Regions from separate parts of the Rattus norvegicus genome. Here region 2 is linked to region 1. Evidence: chromatin contacts called from public Hi-C data. All regions are on one chromosome and are shown on one strand. Each heading gives the region's core, a stretch centred on a gene start, on an enhancer-like site or on the middle of the called end of the contact. The rest is flanking DNA. Distances are from core to core; before and after follow the strand shown. Region 1 holds the start of Pdzrn3 (PDZ domain containing RING finger 3). Region 2 has its middle 160 kb from the start of Pdzrn3.

Region 1 (3,701 bases), core at 839-3,338:
GCTAAACATTGTTCCTATATTACGCGTGTGCGTGTGCATGTGAGACAGAGAGAGAGAGAGAGAGAGAGAGAGAGAGAGAGAGAGAGAGAGAGAGAGAATCTGAGGGGGAGAGGGAGGGAGAGAAACAGGAAGGGAAGGGGAGGAGGAGGGGGAGAGGGAGAGAGGGAGAGAAAGAGAGAAGAGAGAAATGCCTGAGAAGAGCTGAAGCAGGTAAACCTCAGGAGTGGAGGCTAATAATTCCCCTGGTCAGCAGGGCAGCGGAGTGGTACAGGAGTGGTTTCAGGTAATTGCAGGTACTCTCAGTCCAGCACTGTGCCAGACCATTTTCTACATCCTCACCTTGATGGAAATAACATCATTTTACACTAGAGGTAAACCGAAGCACCTGTGGAGGCTAAGCCACAAGTCACTCAGCTGGTTACTAAAAGGCGGAGATGTTCTAATTCCAGGAGACTACCACTTAATTATTACTTTCCAGTTATTGGAGCAAGTGGGTCATTGGGTTCTTTCTCAATTGCCCAAATGAGTACTCCTATGGTGCCTGGCTGTGTTTTCCTGCTTTAAGTCTTTAGGAACCAGAGTCTCCAACTTTAGAGGGGTTAAGCTACTTACTCAAGGTCAGCCAGTGAGCTGGCAGGAAAGTGCACGTTTGAATCCAGCCTTTACACTAGGGCCTCTCTCCTGGCATCCCTTTCAAGCCGCACCATAACGACTCTGCCGCCCCCATCCTCCACCCACGCCCTTTGGATCGCAGCAGATCCATGGATCCAGGTCACCACATGCAGTGCCTCATCCACAAGGACCATGGCTCTGATCTTGAGCCAAGATGAGCAGCTTCCCGGATCTCAGGCTGGTGTGCAGGGCAAAGCCTTTCAACACATCTGTGACTCTGGAGCCACGTTCTCTCTTCCTACCCTACACTTGGTTGTGGGTTCCTTTCAGTGTTCGTAGACACGCTCCGGTCCCCCCAAATTACTGTAGCTTCAGTTCACCCTCTATGTCTTGCCTTTGGGGGTCATACTTCTTAGCTGGGATAAGTTAAGTAATCCGCACGGAGTGATGCAGCTGGCAAACATTGCTAACAAGAGGAGGCCAGAGATGCACCCAGGAAGACCCTGGCATCCCTATACTCATCGGACCTGGGTGGGACTCTGGGCCAGCTAAGGAGGGAGGAGAAAGGGAGGGAGAGACGGAGAGAGGGGGAGAGGGAAAGGAAGAGACAAAGACACACACAGACACACACAGACACAGACACAGACACAGAGAGAGAGAGAGAGAGAGAGAGAGAGAGAGAGAGAGAGAGAGAGAGAGAGAGAGAGAGAGAGAGAGAGAGAGTGTGAGTGTGAGTGTGAGTCAGCCTACCTTGCCGCCTGGCGGCGCGGCCACGCAGCGGCTGAGCGAGTCGAGGCGCGCGCTGTACTCGGTGAACTTCTTCTGGTAGCGCAGTGCGGTCATCTGCAGTTCGAGCTGCGCGGCGGCCAGCTGCGCCACCAGCGACTTCTCCCGCTTGCCAGCCCGCAGCGCCTCCTTCTTGAGCGCCTTGTGCAGCGCGCCCAGGCGGGCCTGCAGCGCGCCGTTGTGCGCCCGCAAAGCCCGCGCGCAACAGTGGCCGCCCGCCCGCTGCTCTCCGTGAGTCAGCGGCAGCCCGCAGCCCTCCTGGCAGCGACCCACGGGCCGCGCATCGCAGGCGTCGCGCATGTGGGCCTCCACGTCGCGTCGCAGCAGCAGCTGGCCGCAGCCCGCGTGGCGGCAGCGCGCGGGCGCGAAGTCACAGCGCTCCAGGTGCTCGGGCAAGTCCTGCAACTTGACCACCCGGCCGCAGCCCCGTGCCGCGTGCGCGCACTTGATGTCCAACTTGAGGATGAGACGCTTGAGTGGGAGGACGTGGTTGAGCTCCTTGGCCGATAGGCGACCGCGACAACGCGAGGGGCAGCTGCCCTCCTGCACTACCCAAGGCAGCACACAGCCGGCACAGAATACGTGGCCGCACGGGGTGGTCAGCGGGTCCTCCAGTACCTTGTGGCACAGGGCGCACTTCAGATCAGGGTCCACTTCACCGTCGAAGCGGTCCAACTCGAAACCCATGGTGGCGGCCGGGGCCCGGTGTCGCCGCCGGGCGACCGGCCGCCCCCTCCCTCCCTCCCTGCGAGGCGGCCCAGACACGCCGGCTTTGCCGCCCGCTCTCTAGCTAGCTCTCCCAGGACTGAGCCTAATTGCTCCCGACTTCCTCGGAAAATGCCCGAGGAATAGGACTCCTCCGGCCGTATTGGCTCGAGCGCAAGCGCACTCACATCTTGCCTCCGGTGCCTCGCCACTCTCCTTTTGCCAAAGGGAGGAGGCCTCGAAGCAGAAGAGGCTGAGGGGACCACAAAACAAGGAGTCTTGCCGGAGACCAGAGATGAGCCCCCTCTTAGGGGTCTTCTCTCTGCTTTCTTGGATGATTCTCTAAAAGACAAAATACGCCAGCAGAGCGCATCTCCGTCCGTTTGGAGCTGCGTCTGTGGCTCTAGCTCAAAGAAGTTTCCTGCCACATCAGGACTTTTCATCCCCACCTCCTTCTTTCTCCAGTCTGCCTTTTAGAGAGGAAAATATCTAAGGCCCTGCTATCTCTGTATTTACGGTCGTTATTTATTTATTTCGCTCCGGGGAAAGTTACAGCCGCTGCTGGACGCTGTGGCTGAAACTTTGGTCGCAACTAGGAGATCTGCGAAAAGGCGAATTTGCAAGAATTAGATCTCCCCTCCAGCTGTCTGTATGGGACAGGCCAGAGAAGTGGCTGGATCCACTTCTTTCACCTCTCTAAAGAGAGCATTACAGTACTGCAAGCGTTTTGCTGAGAACTCCCAAACTGGTCCCTTTAAAAACCAGCGCTACAATGTTGCCAGAGCGCATTTAGCTCCATTTGAAAACTATTGCCCTAGATTATTGGAGCCTTTACTCTGGCAGTTGGAGAGCTGGGGGCGCTTAAAGCTTCAAGTCCCTGTAGCGACGCCTACCCCACCCAACTCGCCAACTGCATCCCTTCAGTTTGTTTTTGTTGTTGTTTTGTTTTCCTTAAGTGCTTTTATATGTGTTTGTTTGTTTGTTGTTTTATCTCTATTTTCCCACTGGAGAAGTTCAAAGAATCACAGCAGACAGGCTCCTTTGAGAATTGTGTGTTGCAGATTGTGAGTTAGTGGTCCACATGGAGCCTGAGTGTCCACGTTGAGAAAGAACCTACCAGCCGGGGAGAAGCCGCTATTCTACAGACACCCTGCGTTTTAACCCATTCTTGCCATCCGGAACTCGGGACCGGTCTCTTCTACTCCAGAGCAGCTTTTCAAGCATAGAAGCAAGCTTGGCGTTGTGTTGAAACACCACTTTTGGGATTCCAGTCTAAGTGGAAAGTTCATAATATTACCCATGTATTTGGTAGTTTTTTTTTGTTTTTGTTTCACTACCACCCAAGGCTGTAGACATTCCTAAGAAACACGCAGTCAGTCAGGCAGGCCGTCCTAGTGAGAGTAAAGTCAAGTTCTGGAATTCTCATTCGGACTCTGCTGCCAGATTCTCGAGAGAACCTGGAAATGGAGAGCTAAGAATTTTGCGTCTGGTGTGGACCCAAGAAAATGGGATTACAGCATTCATTTTGTCTAATTACTTTTACTTCTGTCCTGTACAGGACTGCTGAAGACCCATGACCTTAACTATTGAACTGCTTC
Region 2 (3,701 bases), core at 413-2,912, 160 kb after region 1:
AGACCATCATGATCTACAGAGCGAGTTCCAGGACAGTCGGGGTTACACAGGGAAAGCCTGTTTCAAAAACCAGAATAAAAAGCCAAACAAAAACAACACAACAGAACCAAACAAAGAATCAGACACAAACTCAAACTAATTTAAAAGATGGCAAAGGATTTGAGCGGACATTTCTCCAACAGGGGTACAGAAATTGCCACCAGTTCTGTGAAGAGACACTCGCGACCACGACTCACCAGGGAAAGAGGTCAAAAACTCAATATGATTTTGTTTTTAACCTCTTAGGATGGTTTTTAAACAAACAATAGGCAAAACAAAAGATAATTAGGATTGGTGTGGATGTGGAGAAATGTGTTGGTGGAATGTAACATTGATCTCCTACCATGGAAAAGCATATAGAATAATGTTATTTAATCCAACATTTCTCCTGGGAATTTTCTCAAAGAATCCAAAATAAGATCTGAACAGTCAAATCAGTACTCATATTGATCATCCTTCACAACAGCCATGATAATGAAGAAACCAACGGAATGCCCACCCAAAGGAGAATGGATAAGATGTGGACCATGATAGAATAGAATATTATTCTGTTCTAAACAAGAAGGAACACTTCCCTCATGGACCAATACCAATGAAGCACCTGACATGCTGTGTTTAAAAAGTTGGTTAGCACCCATCGTGTGACTATTCAAACACACGGACACAGAGAGCAGAATTGGTGGTTGTTGGTGCTGAGGGAGAGGAGAAGTTTTTATTCAGCGGGTATAACATTCAGTTACAAATGATGACTGAGTCCTAGAGGCTTAGCCTATTACTGACAATAGTGTATAGTGTAGTACTTAAATATTCCCTAAAGAGCCGAGCTCTCGTGTCCTCATCATTTTATTTTCTTAATGAAGATGGGATACTAGGAACCTGAAGATGATCTCCTCTGTGAGACTAGTCATTCTTCCCAGCTCTGCCATGTGTTAGTCAGTTTGTGGTAGACCATGACCAGCATCAACCAGACGTTTCCTGTGTTTGTCAAGTCTTGTGCTAGGTACGCAAGGATTACAGCTCATGCAATCTCAAATTGATCCTCATAGACACTGGTAAATATGGGATTTCCCGATTTCACTAATGAGGAAATGGAGCCTTAAATTGTCAGGCAACATGACCAAGGTGCAAAGCTAAGTCACAGCAGCACATGGCAGGATGCCAGCTACACCCTCCTTTTCCTTTAGCCGTTTTTAAAGAAAGCCTAGAGGCCAACTCCCTTCCCTCACGTTCCTAACAAAGATGACGAAGAAAGATGGCGTCCCAAGCAGGTGAGCATTTGGCCTGGCTGGGGCTCTCCTCTATCAAATTGTATGAGGTGTTGTTACATGAATAATTGGCCATCTGGGAGGAAAAAGGACGCTCTGAACCCTAGATTGTTGGAGGCTGATATGTGCTCCTTTGGTCTCTCTTGGTAACTCTTGACCAGGAAGTATCTTGCATCTCTGTGCACTTTTTATTTCAGACTGATTACTGCTACAATGATCTGGGTTAGGAATGTTAGAGGATTCTGGCCCCTTGAGCATTTGTGAGGAAATAAAAAGCAAAGCTGATTCTCTCTACTCTAGCCTAAATAAAACCGCATGATGAGCTCAGCCTGCAGTCTGCACCCTCCCCCACTATCCCTACCTCAACTCTTATGAAAGACCAGCCATTCTTGGAACACCGATTACAACAGAGCTTCTTGCCTGACAATCCTGCTCCCTACCAAAAGAAAAAAATCTTTATAGTCATCACTATGTGCTGTGTTCTGCCTCTAACTGTCTTCAAAGGTCTTGAAACCCCAAATGTACTTCCTTCCACTAAGCCTGTTCTGTTGAAAACTTTGAAAATGTGTGGATTCTCAGAAATGTAATCGGGATGATTGGGACTCTCTGCCCATCAATGTTCTGTTTTGCAAGAGTCAATTGATGTCAAGTAAGTCATTCGCTTTTCTCCCTTTTCTTCCCAAGTCTTTTTTATCTTGGAACCAGGAAGTTGCATTTTGCCAGGAGACGATGAACTGTAACCACAGAAAGTTGGAGGCGGGTTCAAAGCCCAAAATTCATGAGGCTTGAATGCTTTAACTTCGGCAGAAAGCATTTGCTGCTCTCTCATTTGGGAGGAACGCATCAGTAGAGAGTGAGGTGGATAAGGATGTGACAGGGCCAGCTGTGTTATTGGTGACGTGGCCAGTGGGCTGTCTTGTGAGTCCTGTGAGGTATGTGTGAGGGAAAGCAGCCTTGTTCTGGAAGGTTGTGAGCAGGACTGGAAGAAAGCTAGATTTTCATTTTCCACTCAGACAATGTTGTGGAAAGAATGAGTCTCTCTGATCCTTGTTCCTGTGCCCAGAATAAAGGGGTCACTATTAATTCCTTCATTCTGTTTGAATAAGAAGAGCTAACAATGCTCAAAACAGTGACCTAGCGATGTCTCACAGTCCCCTTTCTTTTCCTGACAAACTCTCTTGCCCCTCAGCTTTTATCTTTCCACATTACAGAGAGGCTCACAGGCTCTGAATGTATTGTGGTCTTTCATCTTTCTCAATACATGTCCATGATGTGTCTTTCTACAGCCTTTACCTTTCCTGTCAGGATACTTGGGTACTTCAAAATTCCCTGAATGATGACATGGATTATATATACAATTTTCTTCAATGCTGCTGTAAAGAGTTTGTCACCCTTCTTGTGTTACTTCTCTATTTTTTGTTGGTTTTCATGTGTGTGGGATGTGCTTACAAGGGTATATGCATTTTGGCACATGTGTAGGAACATGTCTCTGGTTTATGTACACATAATATGCATGTACATGTGTGTGTATTGTCCTCCACTTTAGTAACCAAGACAGGGTCTTTTAATGAGCCTTTAGCTATCAATTCTGGTTAGTTTGGCTAGCCACCTTGTCTCAGAGATCTTCTGTCTTTGCCTTCCAAGTGCTGGGATTAAAGGCAGTTGCTGTACTGCTTGCCTTTTACCTGAGTTCAGATCCTCACACTTGTGTAAGCGAGCGATTTATCCAATGAGACACCTCCCTAGTCTACCCCCTGCCCTCCATATATCTGTCTAACAGCACATTCCAAATTAATCACAGACTCCCAGGAATTGAACGATCCTTCTGATAACCTTGTTCAATAGAACTCAGACATGGTAGAAATTCTTACATCTATTCTTTCTATTATGGCCATCAGTAGACACATTGGGCTGTGATCAAACACTTGAAATGTGGCCACTGTACCCGAAGAATGAATAAGAATGAAAGAATAAGGCTTGTGACTCCTATACTAAGGAGCACAATGTGAGACTGTCCCTCCTTGAGGCATTGCTGTCTATGCTTGGCAGTGCCTAGCATGTATACGGAGACTCAGTTAATATTTACTTCATTCAACTGCTGGATTTATGTTTGTATAATAAGGCTACCAGAAAGGGAGTAGTAACTTCAGCCATTTCATCTTTACTGTATAAAACAGGTAGAAAACAAAGCCAAATGAACTCAAGAGACAGCATAATGTGGTTATGTGATGTTGAGTTCTGGGATGAGGATGTGGGATGCAACCTGTTTGGGATAAATTCTCTATCCTTTTGTTTTTTTGCTGCAGGACTTCAGTACATGTGAGTGAATGCTTTATGTAAGTAGTTGCACATGCGAGATACGAGGGGATGGGCAGCATTTTATAGTCAGCTAATTGT

The links. Hi-C and Micro-C count contacts between places; a contact is called where the count stands out from the background.
Region 2: a contact with region 1 is called in a Hi-C map of the A7r5 cell line, with 2.8 times the contacts expected there. The contact joins the enhancer-like site here to the promoter of Pdzrn3 in region 1. A contact is called at or near these places in 8 of 12 Hi-C or Micro-C datasets (the A7r5 cell line, Schwann cells, frontal cortex and 5 more) and 1 of 1 datasets of contacts at active chromatin or transcription factors (oligodendrocytes).

The regions. Positions count from the first base shown.
Region 1 is chr4:135,551,206-135,554,906 of GRCr8, forward strand. It overlaps Pdzrn3 (PDZ domain containing RING finger 3), which reads right to left and starts at 2,089. Exons shown (of 10, transcript NM_001271251.1): 1 at 1,363-2,089. The coding sequence starts at 2,085.
Region 2 is chr4:135,714,374-135,718,074 of GRCr8, forward strand. No RefSeq gene overlaps it. Among named protein-coding and RNA genes, the nearest start is that of Pdzrn3, 160 kb to the left of the region's middle. Within about 2 kb of position 1,663, at least 15 of the 93 cell types and tissues checked have an H3K27ac peak or open chromatin away from gene starts, as enhancers often do. A contact at or near this core is called in the A7r5 cell line, where this site is marked.